Regions from separate parts of the Mus musculus genome. Here all the other regions are linked to region 4. A link is a contact called in public promoter capture Hi-C data. All regions are on one chromosome and are shown on one strand. Each heading gives the region's core, a stretch centred on a gene start, on an enhancer-like site or on the middle of the called end of the contact. The rest is flanking DNA. Distances are from core to core; before and after follow the strand shown.

Region 1 (3,033 bases), core at 496-2,995, 1.2 Mb after region 4:
TTCAGTGAGACAAACTCATAGTTACAAAGGTCAAGAGATAAATTGCCCAGCATCACCTGTTTTTGGAACAACTGGATAAGGAACAAGATACTGTCACTAACTGGACCCTGTTTATAGGCTAAAGGCGCTGAGCTTCAAGACTGGGCAGGACTGGCCTCACTCATTCCCTCATTTCCCTTCACGGTTTTAATAATCTGGCGTTACCATGCTCAGAAGCGGCGTCAGACTCTTTCTCTCCCACAGCAACAGTAACACACACCCTGTCTGTTCCTCTTTCCAGAGACACCAGGAAAGAGACAATCAAGGGTTGGTCCCACCCCAGTCCTCAAGGTCCGAATGACAGCCTCTGGCGCCACCTGGCGATAGTCAGCACGGACCCGTCGCGAGTGAGCTGGACTGCAGATGAGTTTCCCGGCATGCAGTGGCCAGGTTCTCCAGGGACAGGAGGGTTGGAGGGCGGGGGGGGGGGGCGGGGGGGATGTCGCAGTTTGGAGAGATGAAAATCGCATATCTGGGAGAGGTTGGACTCTGCGCTGGTATCTTCTGGGGACCAGCCTTTTGCAAGACAGCGCGCCTTTGCCCCTTGCTCGGAGGAAGTGACTGATGAGTGATGAGTGTCTGGGGCTCGAGGGAAAGCTCCCGGCGTCCACAGCGAGCATGCGTGCACGTGTCCCCCTACCCCCCATAGATCCACGCAGCGCCCCATATCGCGTGCGCGCACGCACGTCCCCACGCTCTCGCGTGCAGGCCAGTCGCCCACGCAGCAGCGGCCCGCAGGCTCCAGAGCCAGATGCCCCCACCCACCCCGTGAGCCAGTTGTCTCTTTCATGTAGTGATCTCGCGTGGGCACAAAACTGCACACTTCCCACAGTCACTAAGGTGCAGCTAGGTGGGAGACTCCCTAGAAGGCTGGGCGTGTGGTCTAAGGGACTCCCAAACAGGCTGGGGGCTCCAAGTGTAGGCCGCTCCCACCTGCTAGCCACAACAACCAATGAAAGCTTGGCCCGGTGATGTCATGGACCAGCCGGACCCTTGTGATGACAGCCGGAGGTCACCGGTCAGGGGAATTAGCTCAAGCCCACCCTCGGGGGTTCCGGAAGTTTCCAGAGCTGCAGCAGAGTGCATTGTAGCATCTCCCCACAGCCTTCTGCTTGCCACTATGTGGTCTGGCTTCTCAGCTGTCCCCGTGTCACCTCTTCTTGCCCACAGGGGTCTTTTCCTATAAGGGAGAGCCTGTGTTTCTGTTATTTGTTCCTACAGGTGTTCTTTCGTCTCCACAGAGATGTCCCACGTCATCTTTTCTACCAGTGTCAGCTGAAGGGGGTCCTCAGTCAGGCTTTCTCGTGTCTCTTCTCTTATTACCCTGCCCCAAGCTTTGTCCTGGTTACAGATGCCAAATATTAGGCCTCTGATCTTTCTGGATTAGAGCTGTCAGTGTGTCCTTCCGTCCGTGAAAGGCGACCGGTCTGTCTGTGACTTGTCACCGCAGGAGACTGTCGCCTGCGTGAACGGTGTCTGGTGTCTCCGCAGGCTGCGGTCCGTCTGTCACGTGGGTGTCTGCCCCGCCGCTGCGGGTCTGCGGGTCTGTCGGTCTGTCTGAATCTACCACTGGAGTGTGTCTGGGCTCCCGCTCCCCGGGGTCTCGGGGCTTGAAGGGAGGGAGGAGGGGAGGTGGCAGCCCGGGGGAGCGGGGAGGGGCGGGGGCGGAGACAGTGGGCGGGCGGGGGCGCCGTGCGGCCCGGAGGGGTGTGTGCGGGGGGCCGGAGGCGGCTGTCACTGTCGGCTCAGCCTGCGCCGGGGAACATTGGCCGCCTCCAGCTCCCGGCGCGGCCCGACCCGGCCCGGCTTGGCCGCCTCAGGTGAGTCTCCCAACCCACCCAGGACCCTCCACCGAGTCGGGACCAATCCGCATCCCGGGGGAAACGTGCGATCCTGGAACGATCGAAGCCCCCCAACAGAGCTCCTACTGCACCTCCTGCCCCGTGGGGCCTGCCTAGAGGGGCCCCTCCACTGCCTCGCACTCCTCTGAAACTCCCGCTAGCCGCTGCATACTTACTGATGATGCTCGCTGGGCCGGCCGCTGCCTCTGCGCTCCCTTCCTGCAGGGACCCCCTGAAGGCCCCTTCCCCACTCTCTTCAAAGTCTGGGGACACTGGAAGACGCCCCCTGTTTGGGGCGGAGCCCAAACTGCGCAGGTTACTGACATCCCGAATGCACCACCCCCCATCCCGAGGGCCGCGACCCCAACGTCCCTACCCAGCTGAGCCCCTTGCCAGCTCCAGGACCCCTCCTGCGCTCTCTCTCTCTCTCTCTCTCTCTCTCTCTCTCTCTCTCTCTCTCTCTGACTCTGTCTCTCTCTATGTGTCTCTGTCTCTCTCTTTCCCTCCCTCCCTCCCTCCCTCCCTCTCACCCTCCCACCCTCCCTCTAAAAGGAGGCTCAGCGGAAGCCCCGAGTTATAATTAGCCCCACTCGGGTTTCCTGGTTAATCTCCAACAACGCCACTATCCCCAGATCCAGGCGACCAGAACTGGCTGGGTGATGGGTGAACACCCGGAGGGGGTAGTTCCGACCCGGGGAATTTTGATCTCTTGGCTGGAGACGCCGGAACTACAGCAGCTGTTGCCCCCAAAATAGCGCCCCTGCCTTTGCTACGGGGATCTCCGGAGCTCCCGGAACACAGACGTCCTGGCTCGCCCTTCAACCCCCTCTGCGATGCTCACGATTCTCCAGATACCCCCACACCAAGGCTCGGGCGGGGAGCTCTGGCCTCTTCTTGGTCTCTACTGCTCCCGGTTGGCAGTGGAGGGCATTGCAATATGGGGATGCAATAGGGGCTTGAGTTCTGGTGAGCCCCACAAGGGGCGAGTGAGACAGTTGGCTGGAGTCAGGCGAGAGGGGTGCGGTTGATGTAAAGCAAACGGGTACCAACCGGCCGTACCAGAAAGAAGAGAGGCGGAGCAGGGTGGGGCAAGGTGTCGACTGGACAAGATTCCAAGATGCCTTCAGAACCTGGGACTCCCGATACCTTGAAT
Region 2 (2,790 bases), core at 197-2,696, 1.7 Mb after region 4:
CGACCTGATGTTCCCAGCTGGGTGTTTGAGAGATAACCTTGATTTATGATTGTCTGTGTTCCTTGTTCATGTAAGAACTTTATGACCCCATTACCATATTTGGGTGTGGTATTTGGGGAGATCTGAATTTGTTTCTGGACTATAGTCGCTCTCCTTTTGGTTTCACCAGAAATGATCTTATTACCTTTAAGGTTCCAGCTGTGTTTTGCATTATAAGGAGAAACCCTCTTAGTCACAGGAGTTACAGGCTTATCCAAATGCAGACTCCGAGTACTGGTCACCTGCCTTCACAACCATCAGCATTAGCTGCCGGCTTTCTTTTAATGCGTATGTGCTAAATGAATGCTGCACATCTGTGTGTGTAGGTGCAGTCTCCCCATTTATGTGTGTGTGTGTAGAGGCCAGAAATGAACATCAAGGTGTCTTCCTCTATCACTGCCCACCTTATTTGTTAAGGCAGGGACTCGATGTGAGCCTGGAGCTCCATGTTTTGGCTAGGTTGGCTGGCCATTGAGCCCCGGGGGTTATTGGGTTTTACACAGATGCAGACGCAGGGGATCCAAACTCAGATTCTTTCTTATTCGTTCCTTTCCTTTGTTTTTGCTTTTCAAGACAGGGTTTCTCTGTGTAGCCCTGACTGTCCTGGAACTCACTCCGTAGACCAGGCTGGCTTCGAACTCAGAAATCCGCCTGCCTCTGCCTCCCAAGTGCTGGGATTAAAGGCGTGTGCCACCACGGCCCAGCTGCTTCTAACTCCTAAGCCGTCATTGCTTTTTAAAAATGTCTCTGTGTGTTGTGTGTATGTGGTGGTGTGGTTTGGTGGACTGAGAGACTAGGATGTGGATTTTCCTTAGTCTAAGTGTGCATCAGAGGACAACAGAAAGGAGTCAGTTCTCTCCTTCCACCACGTGTGACCCTGGAATTGTCAGTCTTGATGGCAATCGCCTTTACCCTCTGAACCAACCCCCAGGATATGGATTTAAAATTAAGGCAATATTCCGTCAATTCCCTTAGTACTTCCTTATGCAAATATCAGAATCCAGGGATTTTGCAACGAATCTGCTTCCACGTACAGGGAAGATTTGATCGGCGTTCAAAAATGACCAAAACCTTCAGGAAGGGGGGTGGGGGCGCCACTCGGGACCTCTAGATGCGAGAGCAGCGAGGATATTGTTACAGTGAAAGAGGACTAACGCTTTAATCCCAGAACAAATGAGCATTAGAGTCTGACAGGCAAAGACGCCACACCCCCGTTCCCTAAGGAAAAGTAGTCTAGATAGGAATCCGTAGAGTACCTAGGGCACCGTCGCTCTAACGCCCCGCCTTAAAGGCGAAGTTAGCGTGTGAGGGCGGAAGTGCGTCCGGAAGCTGGAGGGCGGAGCGGTGGGAATGACGTCCAGGAGCGCCAATGGAGTGGCGCGGCGGGCGTGTCTTACTCCGGTGGGTAAGGGCTAACGGTTTCCGGTAGTGGTAGCCCCGGAGGGTGGGAGAAAAGAGGAGACCCCGCGTCCTGAAACCCCGAGCCTTTAGAACAAGATGATGGGCTTCGGGGCGTCTGCGTTAGAGTCCATTGAAGGCGAAGAGGCCCTGGAGGTCCCGGGGCCACCCCCGGAGCCGCGAGCCCCGGAACCCCGAGCCCCAGAGCCCGAGCCGGGCTTGGACTTGAGCCTTAGCCCGAGCCCGCTGCCCGAAAGTCCGAAGGCGCGGAAGAGCAGCCCGGGTCAGCGGAAGGGGCGGCGGGGCGGTAGCCGGAGGGGGCGGCAGGTGAGCGGCGTGAAGGCCCGGCCCCCCGCCCGCCGAGCGCCCCGGGATCTGCAGCTCACGGTTCCGCCCTCCACTCCCAGGTTCGTTTTCAACTGGCGCCGCCCTCCCCGGTGCGGTCCGAGCCGCTGCTGGTGGCCGGTGCACCGGGCGACGATCATGAGCTGGAGGCACCGGCCCTGCAGAGCAGCCTGGCTTTGAGTCTGGAGCTGCAGAACGCGCGCGCCGCTGTCGCCAGCGGCCAGTTTGATGCCTCCAAGGCGGTAGAGGAGCAGCTGAGAAAGTCGTTCCGGACCCGCTGTGCCCTGGAGGAGACCGTGGCGGAGGGTGAGGGGGGCAGGCGGCCGGCCGGGCGCGGTGGTCTGGGTGAAGGGCGATCCTCAGTCCCGCCTTCCCTGCGCTCGCAGGGTTGAACGTGCCGCGCTCTAAGCGACTCTACCGAGACCTGGTGAGTCTGCAGGTGCCCGAGGAGCAGGTACTGAACGCGGCGCTGAGGGAGAAGCTGGCGATGCTGCCACCGCAGCCCCGAGCCCCGCCCCTGAAGGTGAAGGAAGGGATGCAGGGACCTGGACATCCCTCTACCCCCTGGGCTCTCTTCCTCCACCTCGAGTGTAACCTGCTTCACCTTCCCATAGGAGGTGCTCGGGCCGGGCCCAGACATGACCATGCTGTGCAACCCAGATTCTCTGTGGTCCGAATCTCCGCACTTGACAGTGGATGGGCTGCCCCCACTAAGGCTTCAAGCCCGGCCCCGCCCTTCAGAAGATACCTTTCTCATGCATCGGATGCTGAGGCGCTGGGAAGCGTAGCCCTCATAACTCTGGAATGCTAGTCTGTAATTTTGTTAGTTTTTTTTTTTTTTATAATAGAATAAAATGTTTCCCCCCCTAAATTACCGAACTGTTCTTGGGAGTTTAGATAGGATTAAACTGCTTCAGGGTCTTCTACCCTTTTCCTGCCCCGACCCCCATGGCAAGTGGAAAGCACTGTCCCAAGTGTGGGGTCAGACCTTCCTCTCCATTTAAATCC
Region 3 (2,723 bases), core at 79-2,578, 1.2 Mb after region 4:
TAAAAAGGAAGAGAGGTAGAGAGCTGGCTCAGTAGTTAAATGCACTCCTTTTAACCACTCTTGGTTGGCTCCTCTTGCGGAGGACTAGGCTTTGAGTCCCAGCACCCACAAAGCAATTCACAACCATCTTTCCTGCCCATTTCCCAGAGGATCTAAAGCCTTCTGTTGGCCTCCTCGGGCACCAGGAACGAATGAGGTGCATAGACATAATGTAAGCAAACCCCCATGAACGTTTTATTATATAAAAGAAGAAATGCACTTGCACATTTCTTATCTCAATTACCTGTTTTAAAAATCCTTTCAAAAAACTCTTAAACAGGATGTGGTAGAATACTTCCTTAATTCAGAAGTTTAATGTCATCTTGAGCTACCTAAAGAGTTTCGGGCCAATCTCACTTTGGTCAGTTTGTGCTTTCTTAATATTTGGATTTGAGATTGTGTCTCCCTATGTAGCCTGCACGGAAGATGCAGTCCAACCAGCTGTGCGGAGCTCCTGTCCAGCACTAATACTGACCGTCACTTTGGTTAAAAGCTCAAAATCTGAGCCAACGGTGAATAGACTGAAACTACAGAAATGGCTCAACGGTAAACTGCATCCTAATAAGATTTTGTAAGGTAAAGACAAAAAAGGAAACGAAAAGAAAAATTGTGGCGCGGAAGGGTTGTACGGGGCGGGGTATGGACGTTAATACTGTCTCACCGGTCATTCCAATCGTCCCCTCGCCGTCTTTCATCCCTTTCCCGGGAACGGTCATAATCGCTGCGCTCTCTTCGAAATTTGTCCCTGCGTCTTCGGTCGTATTCATCATCACTGTCACCCATGGTGCTGTCAGAGGAGGCCTGGGGCCCGGCGGCGGGTAGACACGGTGATGATGAACAAGGACCAGAGGAGGGACAATCCCCCGGGGACAGCACGCCCGCCTCCCTCCCGCCGAGGCCGGCCTGCCATCCCGGGCAGGGCGATCGCTCCGACAGTTTCACTGTCCCCACGGATTCCCCCTCGTCCACCCCCGAAGCCCCCGGGCACGGTCCTCTCCTCGCAATCCCGCCGCCCGGGCCTTTCCTTCCCCTCCCCCACCTGGCAGCGGTCGGGGCCGTTGGAAGCGCGCGCCGGCGGGCTTGTTTTCCGGGCGGACCGGAACGAGCGACAATGGACCACAAAGAGGGTTGGAAGGAGACGCTGGGATTCTCAGCCCGGAGACGAAGGGGAAGAGAAGAGCGGGACCGCGGGGGGGGGGGGGGGGCAAGGAGGCGCGCGCGCGTCCTACGTCACTCCCGGAGCTCGGCCTCCAACTACAAAACAAGACCCCCGGACCAAACTAAAACTCCGAGATTAAAAGAATGACGGGAAGAGGGTGGAGACGCGGAAGTCTCGCGTGGTTTTGCGACAAAATCGCCCCAGCTTCTCGGAGCTACGGAAGTTGAGCTGGGCCAAGCCAGGCCTTCTGAACGTGCTCGTGCCTACTTGAAAAGGAGGGCACTGGAGAAGTTAAGTGTCACTCCCGTAAGGTATCCTGGGTAGGAGCTAGTTTGCATCCAAAGGTTGCTTTGCAATAGCCCTGGGCTGGGGCACCTCTTGACCTCCTCAAGGGCGGATTTGCTATCGAGGGGTTTGGGGACGATGGATGTCTAGGGAATAATTCATAGAAGCAACCATTTTAGAGGCATCTCCTCCCACCATTTTCTCCTGCAAAAAAATACAGTATGTGCTACTTATAAAATGCGTTCTTCCTGCTTGTCTTGGACAGAGGAGCCTAATACTCATGCAAAAGTGTAAACCTCGATCTTAATGCCCAGTTCTTTAATGGGAGTCTTTACATTGCAGTCTGGAAACAACCACCAGGATCCACTAGTTTCCAGTTGAAATCCCTAAGATAACAGTAAGCCCTTTTCCATGAATAGAATACTAAGCTAAACAAGGGAGCATGCCACTGTCTTGCTCCCAGAAAAGAATGAAAAATCCCAGCATCTAATAAGGTGTATTTACAAGGGGGCATTTTAAAAACTTAGCAGACAGTTACGTTGGCACAGGCGTAACCCGAGTTACTCAGTAAGTCAAAGCAGAATCAAATTCAGGGGTTGCAAAATGAGTTCAAAGCCAGCCTTGACAATTTTCTAAAACCCTTTCTCAAAAACATTTTCCAAAGAGGCCGGTCCAGTGTGTAAGAGCACTTCCTGGTCTTGCAGAAAATCAGAGTTGGAGTCCCAGCTCCCATGTGGCTGGCTGCTCACAGACTGTTAACTCCAGTGCCTAGGGAACTGACACCTCTTCTGGTCTGCAAGGGCACTGCACTCAGATGCACACACACCCACACACTGATACACAGATACATATACTCATCATTTTGTTCCAAAACAAGGTTTCTGTGTACCCCATGGCTGGCCTGGAACTCCCCTTGTAGACTAGGTTGGCCTCAGACTGAGAGATCTTCCTGTCTCTGCCTCCTGAGTACTGGGATTTAAGTCTTGCAACCAGCTCATACACACGTAATTCAAGAAGATGGGAGCATGGTGGCGCTCACCTCTAATCCCAGCACTCTGGTGGCAGAGGCAGGCAGATCTCTGAGTTGGAGGCCAACCTAGTCTACAAAGGGAGTTCCAGGCCAGCCAGGCAGGGCTACACAGAGAAAGAAGGCCCCGTCTCAAGAAAGAAGTAGAGGAGGAAGAGGAGGGAAGCAATGAGAGTCGTACAGCTCAATGATAGAATGCTTGCCTACCGTATG
Region 4 (2,790 bases), core at 225-2,724:
TTCTTGTTGTTGTGTCTGAAAACTGAACAGAAGTCCTGGTGCTGCTGGCTTACGCCTTTAATGCCAGCACTCTTGGAGATGGAGGCAGGCAGCTTTCTGAGTTCGATGCCAGCTTGATCTACAGAGCAAGTTTCAGGACTGCCAGGGTTGCACAGAGAAACACTTGTCTTGAAAAACAAACAAAACCAAGACAACAACAACCAGAAGCAGCCAGGCGTGGTGGTCCATGCCTTTAATCCCAGCACTCGGGAGGCAGAGGCAGTCGGATTTCTGAGTTTGAGGCCAGCCTGGTCTACAAAGTGAGCTCCAGGACAGCCAGGGCTACACAGAGAAACCCTGTCTCGAACCCCCCCCCCAAAAAAAAAAAACAAAAAAACAACCAACCAGAAGCATCTTAAGGAAGGGTATACAATGCAGATGTCATAGCAACAGGATTCCCAGGCAGCCAAGCACACTGCATCTGCGCCAGGAAGCTGTAGTCTGACTCCTGAGCCTCTAGGATGATGCCATACACGTCTGTCTTCCTCAGTCAAATCTGTCTAGAATCCCAAAGACAACCAAACGTTCTTTATTATGGTTATGATTATTATTCTCTATTGTGAGTGCACACATGTGTAAATGCATACCGTGAAGGGAGGTCGGAGAAGTCTGTTCTCTACCACCACGTGGGTTCTGGGGACTGAATTTAGGTAATCAGATTTGGTCACACTCCCCCTTGCCCACTGGGCTGTCTTGCTGGCCCCTCCTAGGGGTTTGTTTCTAGGATGATTCTAAATTTCATCCGGTTGACAAGATGAGCCATCAGGGAGGCTGGAGAAATGGCTCAGCAGTTAAGGGTCTTACTGCTCCTGCAGGGGACTGGAGTTCGGTTCCCAGCACCCACTGGGGCAGGGGGGGCTCACAACCACCTGTAACTCCAGCTCCAGGTGACCCAACCCTCTTCTGGTCTCCAAAGGCACCTGCATATACGTGCCCATACAAGATATGCAAATAAAAATCTTTAAAAATAGGAAAAATAAAAGATTGCTACAGAGACCGCTGAAAAATGGCGAGGTGCAAAGCTTTCATCGTGTTTTTAGTTACCTGTGTGCTCAAGAGAAGATGCGCTGGTACCCCAAGCTCCTCCCCAACCTTTACATCCCTTCTTGCTCCACTGGTCCTCATCTAGAAGGCCTCATAAGTCCGCCAGTGTCGGCCCACCCGGGGGTCCTGCAGCAGCAGCCCACTTAGACTCTTAGTCCCATTCAGTCGGTACCGGGGAGCCAGCTACAGGTGGCTCAACTCCGGGCGCGGGAGCACGCGCCAAAACACTCAGCATGGACGCCTCGAACAAGGGTTCTAAACTGACGCATGCGCACGGCTCGCCCTCAGCCTTGCCTGCGCCTGCATTAGGTCATCCGAGCCGCTAGGGGGCGGGGGCCAGGTGCTTACACTGATTGGCTGCGGCTGAGAAATCCGGAAGTGGTCGCGCTTCGGGGCTCTGTTGGCGGAAGGAGACTGTGGGTTGGTGTCGGGGAGCGAGAGCGCGGCGCTAGGATGAACGCTCCTCCGGCCTTCGAGTCGTTCTTGCTCTTCGAGGGCGAGAAGAAGTAAGTGGAGGCCGGCGGAGGCGGGGACGGTTGCATAGGAGCCTGCCGGCCGTCAGCTCCGCTGGAGCGCCGCACTGCTCCTGTCTGGGGAAACCGAGGCGGGAGGCGGGCTTTGCTTTGAGTCTTCCGTGCTGCTCAATGCGAGTCTGCCCAGCTTCAGGCAGCGGCGCGAAGCACTGGCGCGTGCATGCATTTTGCAGTGGGAAATCGGAGGCTCTGGGACATGGAGTGTCTTGCTCCAGACACTTGGTTCATGATGACAGCTGTGAAGGGACAGAGACACAGCTCTCTTACACTCCTCAGCAACCTGAGGGTTTCTCCTAGATTTTCAGGGATCCCGACTTAGGCCAAACCCGGGTTCGTGGCTCCACGCTAAAAAGAATTTCAGGACTCTTCGGTTTAGTGAAGCAGGATTGGTGGGTTTTTAATTAAAGATACTTTAATATGGGCTTAAGCAGGAGGGTTCAGAGGAAGAGAGCGCTAAGAAAGTAAGACAGACGCAAGTTGGGTCTGTGTGCATTCAGAGAGCAGGGGGAAGTACTTTGCACTCGAGTGGCTACAGGTTTAGAGATTAAGCATCTAATTGTCTTTTGGAGGTAGGGTTTCTCTGTGTATCCTCCTTGACTGTCTTGGAACGAGCTTTGCAGACCAGACTAGCCTCAAACTCAGCGATCCACCTGCTTCTACCTGGGATTAACGGCCTGAGCCACCGGCTCTGGCTTTATGTAATTGTCTTAATGGTAGCCAAATACACTCTTTTGATGACTCAAAGTTTGCTACGAACCCTTCTCTCTTGTGTAACCCTTCTCTCGTGTGTGTGCCCCTTCTTGGAAGTCAGCTTAGTCTCTATCTCAGTGGGAAAAAGGTATGGAGGTGTGCTAGGAATCGTTTGTGAACCCCAAAAGATCATTAAGGAGCCGTTTCCATTAGGGTCTCTTTATCACAAGCTCGGGCTTGGGCTCTCCTCCAACCCAACCCTGACACAACAGGACAGGAAGAGAAGGCAGAGCAGCCTTGAACCCAGGACAAGGTTTTCTAGGGAGTGGGAGTGACGGGGTATGGAGCTTGGCAGGTATCTAACTGAATGTCTGTTGTAAGCTGACAGGTGGTGCTGTGAAGGGAGATGAACAATCACAAACTATCTGAAAGTAGATCTGAAGCAACCAGACTAATCTTTGATTAACTGTTGCTAGGGAGTAAC

Evidence for each region. Promoter capture Hi-C pulls out the DNA fragments that hold promoters and counts their contacts.
Region 1: a contact with region 4 is called in a promoter capture Hi-C map of liver, with 5 times the contacts expected there. The contact joins the promoter of Ache here to the promoter of Polr2j in region 4. A contact is called at or near these places in 2 of 39 promoter capture datasets (cranial neural crest and liver), 1 of 484 Hi-C or Micro-C datasets (embryonic stem cells) and 1 of 115 datasets of contacts at active chromatin or transcription factors (embryonic stem cells).
Region 2: a promoter capture Hi-C map of pre-B cells shows a contact between it and region 4, with 2.1 times the contacts expected there. The contact joins the promoter of Ppp1r35 here to the promoter of Polr2j in region 4. A contact is called at or near these places in 2 of 39 promoter capture datasets (cranial neural crest and pre-B cells).
Region 3: a contact with region 4 is called in a promoter capture Hi-C map of liver, with 6 times the contacts expected there. The contact joins the promoter of Srrt here to the promoter of Polr2j in region 4. A contact is called at or near these places in 2 of 39 promoter capture datasets (cranial neural crest and liver), 1 of 484 Hi-C or Micro-C datasets (embryonic stem cells) and 3 of 115 datasets of contacts at active chromatin or transcription factors (embryonic stem cells, large pre-B cells and pancreatic cancer cells).

Annotation. Positions count from the first base shown.
Region 1 is chr5:137,286,509-137,289,541 of GRCm38.p6, forward strand. Ache (acetylcholinesterase) reads left to right here and starts at 1,746. Exons shown (of 5, transcript NM_009599.4): 1 at 1,746-1,859. It overlaps Gm42456 (a long non-coding RNA gene), which reads right to left and starts at 2,136. Exons shown (of 4, transcript XR_003955815.1): 1 at 2,057-2,136.
Region 2 is chr5:137,777,458-137,780,247 of GRCm38.p6, forward strand. Ppp1r35 (protein phosphatase 1, regulatory subunit 35) reads left to right here and starts at 1,447. Exons shown (of 4, transcript NM_027242.5): 1 at 1,447-1,764; 2 at 1,845-2,088; 3 at 2,169-2,305; 4 at 2,397-2,650. The coding sequence starts at 1,537. The coding sequence ends at 2,570.
Region 3 is chr5:137,306,346-137,309,068 of GRCm38.p6, forward strand. Srrt (serrate RNA effector molecule homolog (Arabidopsis)) reads right to left here and starts at 1,329. Exons shown (of 20, transcript NM_031405.2): 1 at 1,079-1,329; 2 at 701-840. The coding sequence starts at 822. It also overlaps the pseudogene Gm43013.
Region 4 is chr5:136,115,217-136,118,006 of GRCm38.p6, forward strand. It overlaps Polr2j (polymerase (RNA) II (DNA directed) polypeptide J), which reads left to right and starts at 1,475. Exons shown (of 4, transcript NM_011293.2): 1 at 1,475-1,589. The coding sequence starts at 1,537.